Regions from separate parts of the Mus musculus genome. Here regions 2, 3, 4 and 5 are each linked to region 1. A link is a contact called in public Hi-C and HiChIP or PLAC-seq data. All regions are on one chromosome and are shown on one strand. Each heading gives the region's core, a stretch centred on a gene start, on an enhancer-like site or on the middle of the called end of the contact. The rest is flanking DNA. Distances are from core to core; before and after follow the strand shown. Region 1 overlaps Gm12694 (a long non-coding RNA gene). Region 2 has its middle 46 kb from the start of Gm12707. Region 3 has its middle 95 kb from the start of Gm12707. Region 4 has its middle 110 kb from the start of Gm32240. Region 5 has its middle 63 kb from the start of Gm32240.

Region 1 (2,799 bases), core at 145-2,644:
TGGTGGCAGGAGTAGGAGGCTGCTGGTCATATTGCACACACACTCAGGAAGCAAAGAAAGACCAGGAAGCAGGGCCATGTCATAAAGCCTCAAGGACTGCCTCCAGGGACTCACTTCTCAAAGGTCCTGTGGCACCAGACTGTGGGGACTCTCCTCATTCAAACCACAGCACCTCACTAGATGGGGGAAGCTGCTTTCAATGAGAGGCTCATGCTGGGAGTGTTCTCACTGTAGAACCAGAGCAGAGCAAGGGACCTGCCACACAGTGGGAGGATGGGATTTCCCAGGACTGTGCTTCTGCGATTCTGATTGAAACTCATAGCATGTCCACTAAATCCTAGGGCTGAGTCTGTCTGTTCACAGCATTTTGTAGAGTCCTTGGCTCACATGCACAGGCTCTAGGGTCCTGTGTGCTCAGCACTGAAAAATGAATAAGAATAACAAAATGGAGATCATGTGACACAAATGAGGCTGAAATATGATAATAAAAGAAAAACCTGAGGAAGGTATTAAAATAAAACAACATGCACTTTAATAATTACAGGCTGGAGCACATCTGTATGGGATGACAGCATTAATGGTTCTCAGACTGTGATGACATTTTAATTAAATCTTAAAAATGCTACTACTAATTAATACTCATAAAAATACAAAAAAAATTTCTGGCAAAAGGCGGCTGTTATGGAAGCTCCCAATGGTCACTTTCTGCAGGTCACTGATAACAAGATGCTGACAACTACAGACCACCTCTGGCCTCAGACCCCGATTTGAGTACATTATCCAGGGTTAGAGCATCCTTGTGGTTTTTTGAAAGAAAATTAAGACTCAGATTCAGACTCAACTTTTTTACTACATGGCTTGTGCCAGACTTCACAGGGCAAACCTAGTAAAAGTGAGGAATAAGGTCTAGTGCCCATAAAGTATTTGTATATTGGCAGAAGCAGAAAAACAATAAGTTAATCATTTTTAAACCTTCATAAAATGTTATCGTGATGTGAAGCTTGAGGCAATACAAGATTGCCTCCCTGAAATTGCCCCAACTTCCAAAATTCCCTGTCATATGATCATATTCTCTTTACCACAACATGATTAATACAAGTTTTCAGGTCTTCCACATCTCATTCTGACTCGTAGCCAGACTTCAAAAGAAGGTCAGAGAATGGGAGAAATGCCCCCCCCCCCTTTCTCCCAAGTTCATGTTTCCATAAAGCCCGTGGCTGCCTCTCTGCTTCTGTAGGAGTACAGACGGGACACGATGGTATGAGAACTTAATTAGAGCATCTGTTCTCCTGTCTGCTGATGAGGAGTTTGTGATCACAAACAACTCAGACAGGGCCATCAGCAGCCTCTGGAGAGGTACCACCCCCATAGCATTTGTGGACCACACACTGGTGTGTGAGTCACCTCTTAGGATGAGTGAAGGTTGACTCAGCTTCAGAGAGCTTCCTATTGAGCCAGCAGTTGCTCTAAGTCTTGGAAAGAGAACAAAACAACTCTGGGAGGAAATGATCATCTCTTCATCAGCTCTGAGGTCGCTAAAGCTGGAAGAGGGCCTTGCTGCTCACTAGCAACAGATTCATGGTTCTCAGGGATCAGAGGCTCAGATCAGCATCTTCTGGAGGGACAACTTCCTCACTTTCCTCAACAGTGCTCTCCAAGGGCATCTGAGACTTACTTCTTCAGGAATGGTTTCTTTTATTCACTTATTGTATGCAAAATAATCCACACATGCTATTTTATCTCAATCTCAAAACAAGCATGATACCTGATCCCAGAACCCTTCTGGATACCCATTACCACAGGCAGTACTGGACCCTGTGTGTGCTATGTTTCTTCCTATACATTATGTTCCTCTGTGTATGTTCCTATAAATTAGGTATACAGAGAGATTAGTGATACTACTAATAAGATAGAACAAATATAAAAATACTATAAATACTCTTAAAACATGACTTTGTAGACTTTTCTACTTAATATTTTGGGGCTGCGATCTAATGTCACTAAATAAAATTAGATTCTTGGGTAAAGGTGACTGCTGTAAGAGATATTCTATCCCAGTTTCTACTTAACTGATTCAAATTTGAGCATAATTAAACAGCTAAAGAACCCATTAGAAATCCGGGAGCCAGTAAGCAGAGAACTGGCTCCAGCCTTCTTGCCCTCAGGTATGGAGACTCAGTGAATGCCTGGTGTCAGGCAGATCTCTCATTCTTCCTTGAGAACATTCCTGTCCATTTACTGCACATGCACATTTGCCTTGGTTCTGTGATATGTGCCCAGAATGTAATGCCAAGGGTAAGAAATACCGTGCCCCAGTCCTTGACCTTCCACTGTCTAATGATGGGTGTTTGATAAATCCTCTCAGCTTTGAAAAGGGTCCTGAGGAATGAAGTATGAAGCACATCTCGCCTCGTCCATGGTACAGCCCAGTGTGTGCTTTTCCCAAAGGCACGGGCACAGAAAGAACACATCCAGAAAGAATCCCAACTCTCTGGGAAGTAGCTTAGGATGGCACAAATAAGATTGGAATGAAAATGTAGAACTCTTAAAATGCCAGAGACCCGTTTCGTGAATTTACTATTATTTCACAAGCAGAATAGGTGAAGGCATTCTGTGTATGGTGTGGAGGAAGGACATATACCTTGTGAAGTGCAGGTGGTGTTCTTCGAGGTACGATTACAGATACTGCTTACTAATCATTGACTGTATCCTAGGCTTACTTTAATCATTTTATGTGCTAGTACACTCTATGGAGGTGTTGGTGCAGTGGGTCACACTGAGGAACCCTGAAAGGACTTT
Region 2 (2,799 bases), core at 163-2,662, 440 kb after region 1:
TATCCCCTATGCCCTCCAAGCTCTGGCCTCGGGGTCCTTAGCAGGATCTCCTTTATGTCTAAAATTGCCTCATTATGACATAAATGGTACCCAGAAAGGAGCAATGGAGATGAGAACTCATAGAAACCAAAGAAAGACTAAAGAAAGGAAAGGAAGGAATCCCAAAGAAGCATGTTGTGTTCCCTGAAGCTATGGCTTGGAAAGGGAAATGGTTCACCTATGATCACACAGGTAGTTGGTAAAGAAACAGATGTGTGTATTGGTCTAGGTGAAGCTCTATTCTAGGCCTGCACTAAGTTTCTATCAAGACCTTCCCCAAGAACACTCTACTGGTGGAGGAAGAGGCTGGGTGTGAAGCACTAGCCTGATGGTCTTTCCTCCATTGTCCATCTTGTTTGGAATCTGTCTTTTCTGTTTGTTCCTAAGCCACCCTAGCCCGCACTGTACCGCTGTCCCTTGCGTTCATTCTGCCAAGTACTTGTTCTCTCAGAACCGTTTCTGCTATGTCCCAGACAATATCTTGTTGTTAGATCTGAAGCCAAATCTCTTTTCTGCCTTATTGAAAAGATAGTCAGATTCACATGTACTCTGCAATCCTGGACTATGTTTCTTGACTCTGAGGCAGGTGTTCAACTGGTTGTTACCTTCCGGATGCATTGAAAGCACTGTTCTTTATCAGCAGGTTCAGCAAAGTCTCGGTCTTAGAGATTTCCTTTTTCTCTCCCAACCCACATTCCTGCAAAGTGTCTCATGGCTCATGAGATTATTACCTTTTGCTTGGTGACAGTAATTTTCTCAGTGTTTTGTGCTTAGTAGATTCTAGGAACAAAAAGTTCCAACATTCCCCAATACAGGATATACTTATCTCTCTTTTTCCTCCTTCCCTCTCTTTCTCACCTGCTCTAGTCTTTCCTTATTTTATTTTCTTTCCTGTTTTTAGACAGTGTCTCCCTATGTGTAGCCCAGATTGTTTTAAAACTTAAAATCCTTTGGCCTTACCCTCCTTGGTATTGCAATTGTAGGTACCCTTTAGTACTAGGAAATAACTAGACATTTGGTGTGTGTGAAATAAGAGGTTAGACTACTCCTGGAGGTGATTCAAATTTTCATTCTAGTAAATAAAATCCAAATTCTATTTTAAAATCTGGGTTGTTGAATCTGAGATTTCTTCCCAACCCCCAAGGTTTTGATTTGCTCCTTCATATTTTCTGTGGTTTAAGAGCAGGTGCTCCTCTGTGAGTTTAAAGACCACATTTTTTTCTATCTCCTGGTGAGCAGAATCCTGGGAGAAGGTCAGACAGAGATGACTGTGAAGCCCTTGAAGAAAATCAACACGTTAAAAGATGCCTGTGAGGCAGAGAATCCACTGCCTGAGTCATTCTGCCTTTGTCATTACAATATTACATCATGCTTTGGCCACAATGGATGATGAGATAATAGGAAGGGCACAGAGCTTGCCTCTGCCTCTGCCACTTAGGCAGTCACTCAACCTCCACAGGATTCAGTGTCACTTTCTCTTAAAATGAACACTGGAACATGGGTGGCTCATAGGATCAAAGAAAAGTTAGATTAAACAATGGGGCATTGACATCTAGCAATACAAGTCTATATAGAAACAGCAAATCCATGTAATTCCTAAGATTTACTTTAAAGTAACTGGTGGTGGTGGTGGTGAACTGATTTTTCATAAGGGAGTTCAAATAATTCAAGTGATTTAAATATTTTAAAAATTGGTGCTGAAGCAAGTGGATATTCACCTGTGAGCGAATGAGGTGGTAAGGATCAGAGAACGTTTTTGAAGAGGGGATTGAAAACCTGAAAGAGCCAGAGGATCAGGAAACTTGCTTTGATATCGTGTCTTCTATAATGCCAGAAGCTACACCGGTAAAGCCTTACAAACATGACTGCACCAATAGACATGCCGAAATGGATGGGGAAAATCCCTCATGACCCTAAACCTACACAAAGAACTGTAGGAAACCAGCCTGTGACACATAGTGAGAACTTGTCAAGGGATGGGGAAAAGGGGAGTGAGAACAGGACACAGAGAGAAAAACCCAGGAAGCAGAGGAAGCATTTATTCATGTGTATCTACAATAATATTTTTATATGTGCAATCTATAAATAATTGTTATATCTTGATAACAAAAAGACAAATAAAAGTTTAAAAAATGAAAAATTATCTGAATAGATATTTCTGCAAAAGTCATCTGAAAAAGAACAATAAAAACTGGGAAATATGCTCTATAGCATGAGTCATCATAGAAATATAAGTAAAACCACAAGGAGATGTTACTCCTTGTCCTTATGTAGTCAGAACGTAAAAAACACTAATAAATGTTGAGGGTGATATAGAGAAGTTGGAACATTCACACTCTGGTTGTAAAGCAAAAAATGGTACAGCCTCTATGGAAATTGATCTGACAGTTCCTCAAATGATTCAAATAGGGTTACTCTATGACTCAACAAATCCTTTTCAAGACACTTACCCAAGAGGAATGAAAACATACACATTCTTGTACATGAATATTCTTGTGTACAAATGTTCATAGAAGTCTTATTCATAAAACCTCCAAAGTAGAACTGATACAACTATCTACAAGCTGGAGAGTGGTTAAAGACTGTGACTTGGGCAGGCAGGAAGATGCATGCTCACAATGTACACACACAGGAATCTAGAGATTCTCAAACCTGAGACAAGCCTAGGCTATATACTTACCCTGGCTTAAACAAACACAAACAAAACAGGCAGTTTGTCCACAAAGTGGAATATTATTTCTAGCAATAAAACAAGTGCTG
Region 3 (2,799 bases), core at 180-2,679, 390 kb after region 1:
GATCCATACCCTAAGAGAATCAACTCAGCAGCTTGGTTCAGTTAAGAGAAGCTAGGGCCTTTGGAAAAGGGGTCCATTTGTCTCCCTCGTAGATTTCAGCACCAGATGTACTCAAGGGGGCACACTAAAGAAACTGCCTACCTGGCCACCCCATTGAGGAAAAGGTTTTTGTTGTGGGTAGGGGAGAGAAAATATCCAGAGGTATCTGGAAAAGTTCAGAGCAGAGAGAGAGAGACTGTTCTTGATCAGATATAGGAAAGTTGGGGGGTGGGGGTGAAGAGGCAGGTGAGAATAGTGGAGATAGCAAGGTAGTAAGAGAGAGAAAAGTGCACATCTAGAGAGCAAGAGGAAAGAAGACTGTGGGTAGAGAGTGGCAAGAGTGATCGAGCAAGGGAGCATAGAGATAGAGTGGTGTGGGCTAATCATGGATAAGTAGCTGTAGGGAGGGGTGGGCAGGATGCTAGTGTGGACCATGAAATCTCTAACAGGTTCTGATACTGAGGGAGCCTGGGGGCCAGCATGAGCTTTGATATGCTAATAGTTGCCAGGAGGGGAATGTTTCCTTTTGGCAGCCGGGAACTGGTTTCACAAGTTTCTGAGGAATGTTGGCTTTTATTTAACCACCAGGAATCCTCCAACAGTCCAGCTTGAGCTCATTTCTGGATATCTGGGCTGCTTGAGATCTAGCAATAATTATCTTGACAGAGGCACAGCAAATGTTCTCTGTGTATCCTAAGAAGGGAGAGTAAGAGAGGTTGCACACAAATGAGTCCACTGTGAACCAGCGCTAATGCTGTTCCAGCATGGCGATGTTTTGTACAGGGCTAAGGATGCTGAGGGTCCTCCCTGAGGAAGGACACTGACATCAGTGCGCAGCATTAACATCAGTTGTGCTTTTCAGATAAACATGGACACCTTAATAGGGCTATTCCTAGGCACTTAGAAAGAGGTCTTGATTTCTTTATGAGTCTAAAGAGATGCATGGCATATAAAAGCAGCTATTCTATGTTAAATCATTGTAACTCGTTTTATCTAAATGAAATAAAGTTAGCGTTACTACCAGTCTATGAACTCGACAACTATTCAGTAGGTAAGGATTACATGAGAAGAATTTGGTTTGGGTGAAGGTGGTAAAATGGATATTTCCTGGAACCCATGGGAATGTGAATTTTCACACCCTTTCTGGACGTGATTTAGCCATAGAAACCAAGAACGTGAATGAAATTTCATACCTCTGAGCTTTCTAATTGATGTTCTGTGAAATGTGACTCATGGAACAGACTGGGATATAAATTTGTAAATCATTATGTTGTCCCTCATAGTATTGTTTTAAAGCCAATTTAGTGGGAACACTTTAAAAGACAGTGGATAAGGGAAGTACCACAAACCCTCATGAAAAAAATGGGAAGTGAAATGCTAGCTCTATGGGGTGGGCTTGAGTTCACTGTCATCCCCAGAGCCTAGTCCTGACACACAGAAAGTGTTTGCTGAAATAGAACAGTGAGACACAGTCATTTTGACCTTGGGCTTCTTGATTCATAGTCTACAGTTGTGCTGGCCATGTCTCAGTATATTTCCATTTGCAAGATGAGGGTAGCCTTCAACCTTTACAGAGGACTGTGTTAAGGTTTGAATGTTTACATTAAGAGGCAAGCTGTATTAAACCAATAGTAAGTAACTACTGTACCTAAGAGTTTTAAGGGACCACTTCCATGTTTGCTGGAAACTAGCATATCTTCCATACTTGGGGAAACTCACAATTGAACAGAAGCCTACAGAGCACATTTATATTTATGAAACCACAAGGAAGTTTAGATGGACAACCATGCCTCTGAAAGACTGGTAACTAGAGGGTGAATTTAAAGTAGTCAGACCTTTCTGTCTATATTCACACTGCAGGAAGGAATTAAAAGGAGTATGCCAGTTTGGGGAGAAAAATAACCAGATCATGTTATAAGCAGTTATCAGCAAAGACAAGGGTTCTGGAGGCTTTGCTCACTTTAAGCCTTATGTTCACTGCTGGTGTTAGCTCCAGTGAGCTGAGTTCTTGGCTTGGTCTTCATTTCTTGAGTAGATCTGTGAGCCTAGGGGGAAGCTTTGCCACTTGCTGCTCCTAGACTTTTCTTTAAGCAGTTCTGTGGCTTTAGAGTCAGAGAGAGCACTGGCATTGACCACTTTGTGACAGCTTCATCCTGCAGTCTAAAGACTTGCAGAGCAATTTGTGCTTTCTGGGATATTCATAAAACTTTCTGGTGTCATGAGCAAGCCAAAAGTAAAAAATATGAGGTTAAAAGCAATGATCACTGTTGGGGGGTGGGGGTGGGGGGGGAAGGAGGATTTGTGATCTTGCACTGTGGGTTAGAAGATGCTGTCTGGAACACCAGCCTTAAGGCATTACCTGACATTACTGATATCCAGCAGTCTGTAACTCCATGCCAAACTACCTACTACAGTTAGTAGCAGCTTTGCAAGAGTCAGCAGTGGGGTAATGGTGGTGGAGGTGGAGGTAATGATAACGGTGGAAGAGGTGGTAATGGTGACAATGGAAGGGGTGGTGGTTGATGTGGCAGTAAAGGCAGAAGTGATGGCTGTGGTGGATAACGGTGGCAGTAGTGGAGGGGAAAGTGGAGGTGGTGGTGGAAATGGTATTTGTAGAGATAGTGGTAAAGGTGGAGGTGATGGAAGTGGTAGGGTTGGTAATGGTGGTGGAGGAAGCAATGATGGAGGTGGTGATGGGGGCATTGGTGGTGGTGGAGGTGATGGTGCTGGAGATGGTGGTGACAAAGGTGATGGTAGTAG
Region 4 (2,799 bases), core at 156-2,655, 320 kb after region 1:
TCTCCTTGCAAAGGGGCTCTGACAGGCTAATGTAAACCAGATGTGCACCAGAGAGAGCAAGGCCTATTACTAAGTGTTGTGAAATGGCCCAGGGGAGGTAAATAAGCAAAAACAGGCCAGTTGCCTAGCAGCACATACAACAAAACAAGCAGCAGCCCAGTTGGCATTGGACCAGGCAGAGCAGCTTTCTGCAGGGGGCGGGAGAGACAGGGAGGGCTCAGTCTGATGAGACCCAAGGGGCTGGCTCTCCAGCACCTTCCAAACTCCCTGCTAGGTTATTCCTGATCCCCTGGGTACTAGGGTCTGCCATCTGATCTGCTCAGCTTGGCTCCACAGGCACAGTGACTGCTTTCAGTGAACCCCTAAGGGTCCGTGTCAGAATTTCTTAATGGGGGGAAGGAGGAGCTGTACCCACTTCTGAGAACTATAGTCTGACTATATCCATTGAGGGGGTAACAGCAGGGACAGAGCTGCAAAGATCTCCTAAAGGTCCTCAATATTCTTAACATATCCTTCAGCCACCAGTGTTCAATATCCCATGCATCTCTTGAGCTTGTAAACTAATATAAACGGGGCACTGGAATGGCTCCAAGTTAGACAGAATGGATCAAACGAGGCTCACACCTTGTTCTCAAAGGATTGACAGCTTATGGAGATAACCATGATCAAGGAATCACACGCTCAGATGCATGGCTGCAAGTGTTGCTTCATACTTTGAAAGAAAATACAGAGTAGCAAGAAACTGCAAAGCAGTGATTGAGTTTCAATAGTGTGTGAGGCAGTTTGCTTTTCAGAGGAGAAGCTGAGACATGCAAATGATTAGCACTCACCAGGAGAAAGGAGGGGCTGGCAAAGGAGAAAGCTTTGGGACATGAAGGCTCTTTGAGTGGGGGAGGGGTGCTCTGAGACAGTAGGGCTGGAAGAATGTCTGTGAAGTGGGTTGTGAGGTAGAGAAGTAGAGAGGGAACAGGTCACTTGAGACACAGGAGATCACAGAATGATGGAGGATTTAGTCTCAAGTTCAATGAGAAATGAATGGGGTTTATTTACTGAAAACTAATTCAGTAGTGTACGAGTCCTGACTTATTAGTTTCACATTTGTTAAAGATTACTCCTGGGTACAACACGGCCGTCCTGAAAAGGAATGAGAGAGGGGACAGGAAAGTTTGTCAAGGCGGATAGGATTATCAGCAAACTGAAAACAGACAAGTTCATGAACTAGCTCAGGGTCACAGGCAGGGCTGGGATCCAAGCCTAGACTTGCACGGTACCAATCAGGCTAGTGTTTCCAGGTTCCCGATTCTTCTTCAGACCAATTCTACAGAAACTTTCTCACCCTTATCTGACCCTCTGGGGGAGGAGTGCATCCCTTCCCAGCTGGAGGATGAGTAAGCACTGACTGGACTGTAAAGGCCCCGTCAACACTGTAGACAAGGATGCCTTTCTTGCCTGCTACCTAGCTAGCCCTTCCTTGTAGTGGGAGACCACTGTGCCTACTCTCCCAGCACTAGCCATCTTCATCTGTACCTGGCCCTTAGAGAACACCAGCCTGGCAATGTGGTGCTATGAAGAGATTCGGCTTGCAATCAAGCCTGGAGTTTGAGTTCTGGATCTATCTGTCTGTCCTGAGCTTCCCCTTCGAGATGGCTCTGTGTCCTGAACAAGTCACTCAACCCTTGTAATTGGAATAGTAATGCTTGACTTCTGCTATTAGTACCAATAGAAAATATGACTCAAATTCCTTTGCTTCTCCCTTCCCTTCTCCTTTTCCCTCTCCCTACCTCTCATCAAACTTTTTGACAATTTTGCTAGCTTCACTCTGGGCAGTATACCTCCAAGGGAGATCACTGCTGTGCAATATCTCAGGTGGACAAGAACAGGCCAAACTGAAGACTGTCCATGAGATTTGATAGATGACCTCTCTATCCACTGAAGGGCAGAGAGGCCTGAGTCCTGGGAGAGGAGGGGAGTCTACTTTGCAGGGCATCTCTGCTGTCTTAGTTAGGGTTTCTATTGATGTAATAAAATGTCGTAACTGAAAGTAACTTGGGCAGGAAATAATTTATTTCAAGGTTACAGTTCCATGTCACAGCCCATTGTCAAAGGGAGTTGAATAGAAAAATAAAAAATAAAAAAATAAAAAAGGGAAAGGACATGACTACACCTAGGTATGGCAGAGGAGAAAGTTTATTATAGATAAAAGGGAGACATAGCCAGGAACAGGGACATCTGGGAGATTCCAGAGTAGTTATGACCTGGGCCAGGCCACATGGAGAGAAGGTGTGGGGAGGGGAGATCAAGACCAAGAGGCCAAGAAGGTAAAGGGTAAATGAAAAGTCGAGGTAACTAAAAGATTGAATTATATAGGAAAGAGCAGCTGGGGGGAAGGGCTAGGGCTTAGGTTAGATGGAAGGATATGGCAGCCATAACTTGTACCAGGTACTGGATGAGGGATATAGGGAGAGCCTGGTGGCCAGGTTTGCTTTGATATATTGGGTAGGCACTTTAGCCTTTTGTTCTGGGCTTGAGATGTAACAAAAGTCAGGACTGGAACACAAGGCAAGAGCCTGGAAGTAAGAACTGAAGCCGAAAGCATGGAGGAGGGCTTCTTAGTGGCTTGCTCAGCATGCTTTATTTAATCCTGGGACCACCAGCCCAGGGACTGCACTGGCTCCACTGAGCAGAGCCCTCCCTCATTAATCATCAATAAAGACAAGGCTCCATACTGTTATTTGTAAGACAATCTGATGGGGATATTTTCTCAGCTGAGGTTCCCTCTTCCCGAATGAGTCTAGCTTA
Region 5 (2,799 bases), core at 197-2,696, 270 kb after region 1:
TCTGGATTTAGTTGTTATAGTTGTCTCTGGCTGGAGCTTGTTCCTGCTGTGATTCTGTTAGCCTCTGTCAGCAGTCTTGGTAGTCTAGCTCTCTCCTGAGTCTCAGTGGTCAGTGTGCTCTCTGCAGGCAAGCTCTCCTCTTGCAGGGAAGGTGCACAGAGGTCTGGCGTTCAGACCTGCCTCCTGACTGAAGATGAAGGCCTGAAACAGGGCCTGTCCCAGAAGATGTGTTGCCTCTGCAGTGTGCACACTCACCTGCACAGACTGGTCTGTGAGGTACCCAGGACACAAGATGGCTCCCTCACCTGCTCTGGTGGTCAGAGCCCTTCCAGGCGGCCACTTCCCTGGTGGGGAAGGTGCCCCGGTGTCTGGAGCCCAGGGGTCTGTCCCAGAAGCTGTGTGGCTTCTGCAGTCTGCACTCTCACCTGTGCAGACTGGTCTCTGAGGGACCTGGGACACAAGATGGCTCCCTCCTTTTTTTTTTTTTAATTGATCCTTTTACTAAATCTTTATATAGTTTTACTGCAAGGTTTTTTATTTTGGCAGTGGCATTAAACCTATGTCAGACAAATGTGTACTTCTGAGCTAGATTAATTGATAATTTTGGCAACTATCTGCCCACTCAGGTTGCATCTTTTGTTTGTTTATGATGGCATTTGTTGTATAGAAATTTTCAGTTTTCTCTGGAAAATGGGACCTAAGCCAGTAGTGAGAGAGGAAGAGAGAACAGGAAGGGGATCATGAAATCTACAGAAGAGTTGGTTTACTGATGCTTCCTGTGACTTTGCCACAAGCAGGGCAGGCTGGCTAACCCTTCTATGACACTCAGCTCTGCTTCTAGGCATGGCAAGATCTCTACAGTGTTTTCTGAAAGTGGAGTTTCCCACAGCCTCTGCCTGTGGGGTTGGATGACATGACATGTGTAGGTTAAACACTAGCCAAAAGCCAGCTTTCCCTGTATCCCAGTACATTCAATTATATCCATTTTCTCCTGTATTGTGTGTTTCCAAGGGGCATGGTTAAAGTTTCATTTTATATAAGTAAAGATGCTGACATTAGATGTTATATTATTACTTTCCAGCTTTCTTGTTTTGCTCTCAGTATCCAGAGTTATTTAACAATTTCTACTGCTCAGTTAAGTTTTAAAACAAACAATCTCGTAAAAATGGTGGCAGAGAAAGGAGTCTAAACATATCTCTCATCTATTGTGTCGCAACCATATTAGCCCTGTAACCATGAGACAAGTCAGTGAACCCTGCAAACCTTGGCTTCTCAACCAGAATGGGTTAATTATATTCACCTTGGGGAGGAGGCAAGGAATGAAAGAAGTGATGTTCATAGGAGGTTAACTCACTTCACATTTTTTTTCTCTCCCTTCCTGGCAGAAAGGAACTGGAGTTTCTGTGCATGCCTTGACCAACTTCCTGTTTAGATCTGATAATAGTACGAATCCCCAAATTGCCTGTTAGACACCACAAAAAGATACTACTGTAGCATGTCCTTCAGGGTAGCCACTGTATTAGCTCTTGTCTCATTGCTGTAACACAATGCCTGACAAAAAGCCACTTAAGGGAGGCCTTTTAAGCTCATGGCAGGGAATGTATGGCAGCAGACACAAGAGACAGTTGGTCACACTGCATCCCCATCAGGTACCAGTCAGTGGAAGGAGGAGGTGATACTTTCTCAGCTGGCTTTCTCTCTTTCCCCTTTTGATTCAGTTGGAAACCCCACCCTGTTGGGTGTTAACATCCACATTCAGGGTTGATCTTCCCTCCTCTGTTAAACCTTTCTGGAAACAGCTTCAAGGACATTCTTAGAGATGTCTCCTAGATGATTCTAAACCCAATCACCTCAAATTAACACTGAAGATTAATCATCATAACTACCACCAGGAAAGGTGAAGGAAATAAAGGTGGAAGAAAGGGAAGGAGAGGAGGCAGGTGGGAGGGAAGGATGGAGGGAGGAAAGATGGAAAGGAAGGATGGGGAAAGAAGAGGAAATGAAAGAAGACAGAATAACAAGTCCTGGTAAAAGTTGGAGTTCTTGTGCATTAATGTAGGGAATATGAAATGGTTCTGACTTCTGTACAAAACAGCATGAAGAGCATTGGGGAAAAAATAGGATTACCATGCATGATCCAGCAACTCCACTTCACAACACAACTGTTGTCTTTCTCAGACTCACCCTGTCCCTGTAAGTTTGGGAAATACACTTCTGGATCATATCGAACCAACCTTTTTCTAGCTGATAAATATGTTGAGAACTTGTCTGGTACTGATGACCGCTACTGAATAACTACTGTGTGCTTGAAACTTCTGGTTTATTTTTTATTTACTTCTTACCACAGCCCCATGACTTGTGGACCATTTTCACCTTGAAGAAACTGAGGCAGGCACATAGATGCTAAGTCAACACCATGTAAGCCTCTTATAGAAATCACACAGCTAGTGAGGAACAAAGTTAGAATTCAATCCCCTGCTTTGAAACTCCCAAACTGATCTGTTCTTTGCTCTTGGTCATGAGGATATCCTTTGTTAGGCTTGGAAGAATCTGTAAGAACACCCATAGTGAAATCTCTAGGGTAAATGGAAACAGGGTGTGAAAGACTCTTGTGTTGCTAAATACTGAGTCTTTGAGTTCTGGAATTTCACCACCTCACATTGTTGGAAATTGCAAAGGTGGGTGATTCTCCAGGACAGCCGGCTCACCGTGTGCAGTGCCTCTGTGGAGATAACTCAGCCCATACAGAGTTCAAAAGAAAAGTCTTCCTCAAAGACCTATGGCTGAAAGCATGAGGGT

The links. HiChIP or PLAC-seq counts read pairs in DNA pulled down with a chosen protein or histone mark. Hi-C and Micro-C count contacts between places; a contact is called where the count stands out from the background.
Region 2: a contact with region 1 is called in a Hi-C map of bone marrow-derived macrophages, with 18 read pairs. The contact joins two enhancer-like sites. A contact is called at or near these places in 1 of 15 datasets of contacts at CTCF or cohesin (the NIH/3T3 cell line), 5 of 484 Hi-C or Micro-C datasets (the HPC-5 cell line, bone marrow-derived macrophages, nephron progenitors and 2 more) and 1 of 9 other capture datasets (embryonic stem cells).
Region 3: a Hi-C map of bone marrow-derived macrophages shows a contact between it and region 1, with 15 read pairs. The contact joins two enhancer-like sites. A contact is called at or near these places in 1 of 15 datasets of contacts at CTCF or cohesin (the NIH/3T3 cell line), 3 of 484 Hi-C or Micro-C datasets (the C2C12 cell line, bone marrow-derived macrophages and liver) and 1 of 115 datasets of contacts at active chromatin or transcription factors (embryonic stem cells).
Region 4: a CTCF HiChIP or PLAC-seq map of the NIH/3T3 cell line shows a contact between it and region 1, with 8 read pairs. The contact joins two enhancer-like sites. A contact is called at or near these places in 2 of 15 datasets of contacts at CTCF or cohesin (both in the NIH/3T3 cell line), 8 of 484 Hi-C or Micro-C datasets (B cells, the C2C12 cell line, Sertoli cells and 3 more), 4 of 115 datasets of contacts at active chromatin or transcription factors (CD8 T cells, the NIH/3T3 cell line, fibro-adipogenic progenitors and 1 more) and 1 of 9 other capture datasets (embryonic trunk).
Region 5: a contact with region 1 is called in a BATF HiChIP or PLAC-seq map of CD8 T cells, with 9 read pairs. The contact joins two enhancer-like sites. A contact is called at or near these places in 1 of 15 datasets of contacts at CTCF or cohesin (the NIH/3T3 cell line), 10 of 484 Hi-C or Micro-C datasets (the AML12 cell line, cerebral cortex, embryonic stem cells and 3 more) and 3 of 115 datasets of contacts at active chromatin or transcription factors (CD8 T cells, embryonic stem cells and pancreatic cancer cells).

Annotation. Positions count from the first base shown.
Region 1 is chr4:95,000,192-95,002,990 of GRCm38.p6, forward strand. The region is part of intron 2 of Gm12694 (a long non-coding RNA gene); the gene reads left to right. Among named protein-coding and RNA genes, the nearest start is that of Gm12694, 22 kb to the left of the region's middle. Within about 2 kb of position 1,395, at least 67 of the 459 cell types and tissues checked have an H3K27ac peak or open chromatin away from gene starts, as enhancers often do. A contact at or near this core is called in the C2C12 cell line, CD8 T cells, the NIH/3T3 cell line and 2 more, where this site is marked.
Region 2 is chr4:95,438,634-95,441,432 of GRCm38.p6, forward strand. No RefSeq gene overlaps it. Among named protein-coding and RNA genes, the nearest start is that of Gm12707, 46 kb to the right of the region's middle. Within about 2 kb of position 1,413, at least 25 of the 459 cell types and tissues checked have an H3K27ac peak or open chromatin away from gene starts, as enhancers often do. A contact at or near this core is called in bone marrow-derived macrophages, where this site is marked.
Region 3 is chr4:95,389,297-95,392,095 of GRCm38.p6, forward strand. No RefSeq gene overlaps it. Among named protein-coding and RNA genes, the nearest start is that of Gm12707, 95 kb to the right of the region's middle. Within about 2 kb of position 1,430, at least 47 of the 459 cell types and tissues checked have an H3K27ac peak or open chromatin away from gene starts, as enhancers often do. A contact at or near this core is called in bone marrow-derived macrophages, where this site is marked.
Region 4 is chr4:95,317,941-95,320,739 of GRCm38.p6, forward strand. No RefSeq gene overlaps it. Among named protein-coding and RNA genes, the nearest start is that of Gm32240, 110 kb to the left of the region's middle. RefSeq lists an enhancer at 1-794. Within about 2 kb of position 1,406, at least 109 of the 459 cell types and tissues checked have an H3K27ac peak or open chromatin away from gene starts, as enhancers often do. A contact at or near this core is called in the C2C12 cell line, the NIH/3T3 cell line and fibro-adipogenic progenitors, where this site is marked.
Region 5 is chr4:95,269,170-95,271,968 of GRCm38.p6, forward strand. No RefSeq gene overlaps it. Among named protein-coding and RNA genes, the nearest start is that of Gm32240, 63 kb to the left of the region's middle. Within about 2 kb of position 1,447, at least 35 of the 459 cell types and tissues checked have an H3K27ac peak or open chromatin away from gene starts, as enhancers often do. A contact at or near this core is called in CD8 T cells, where this site is marked.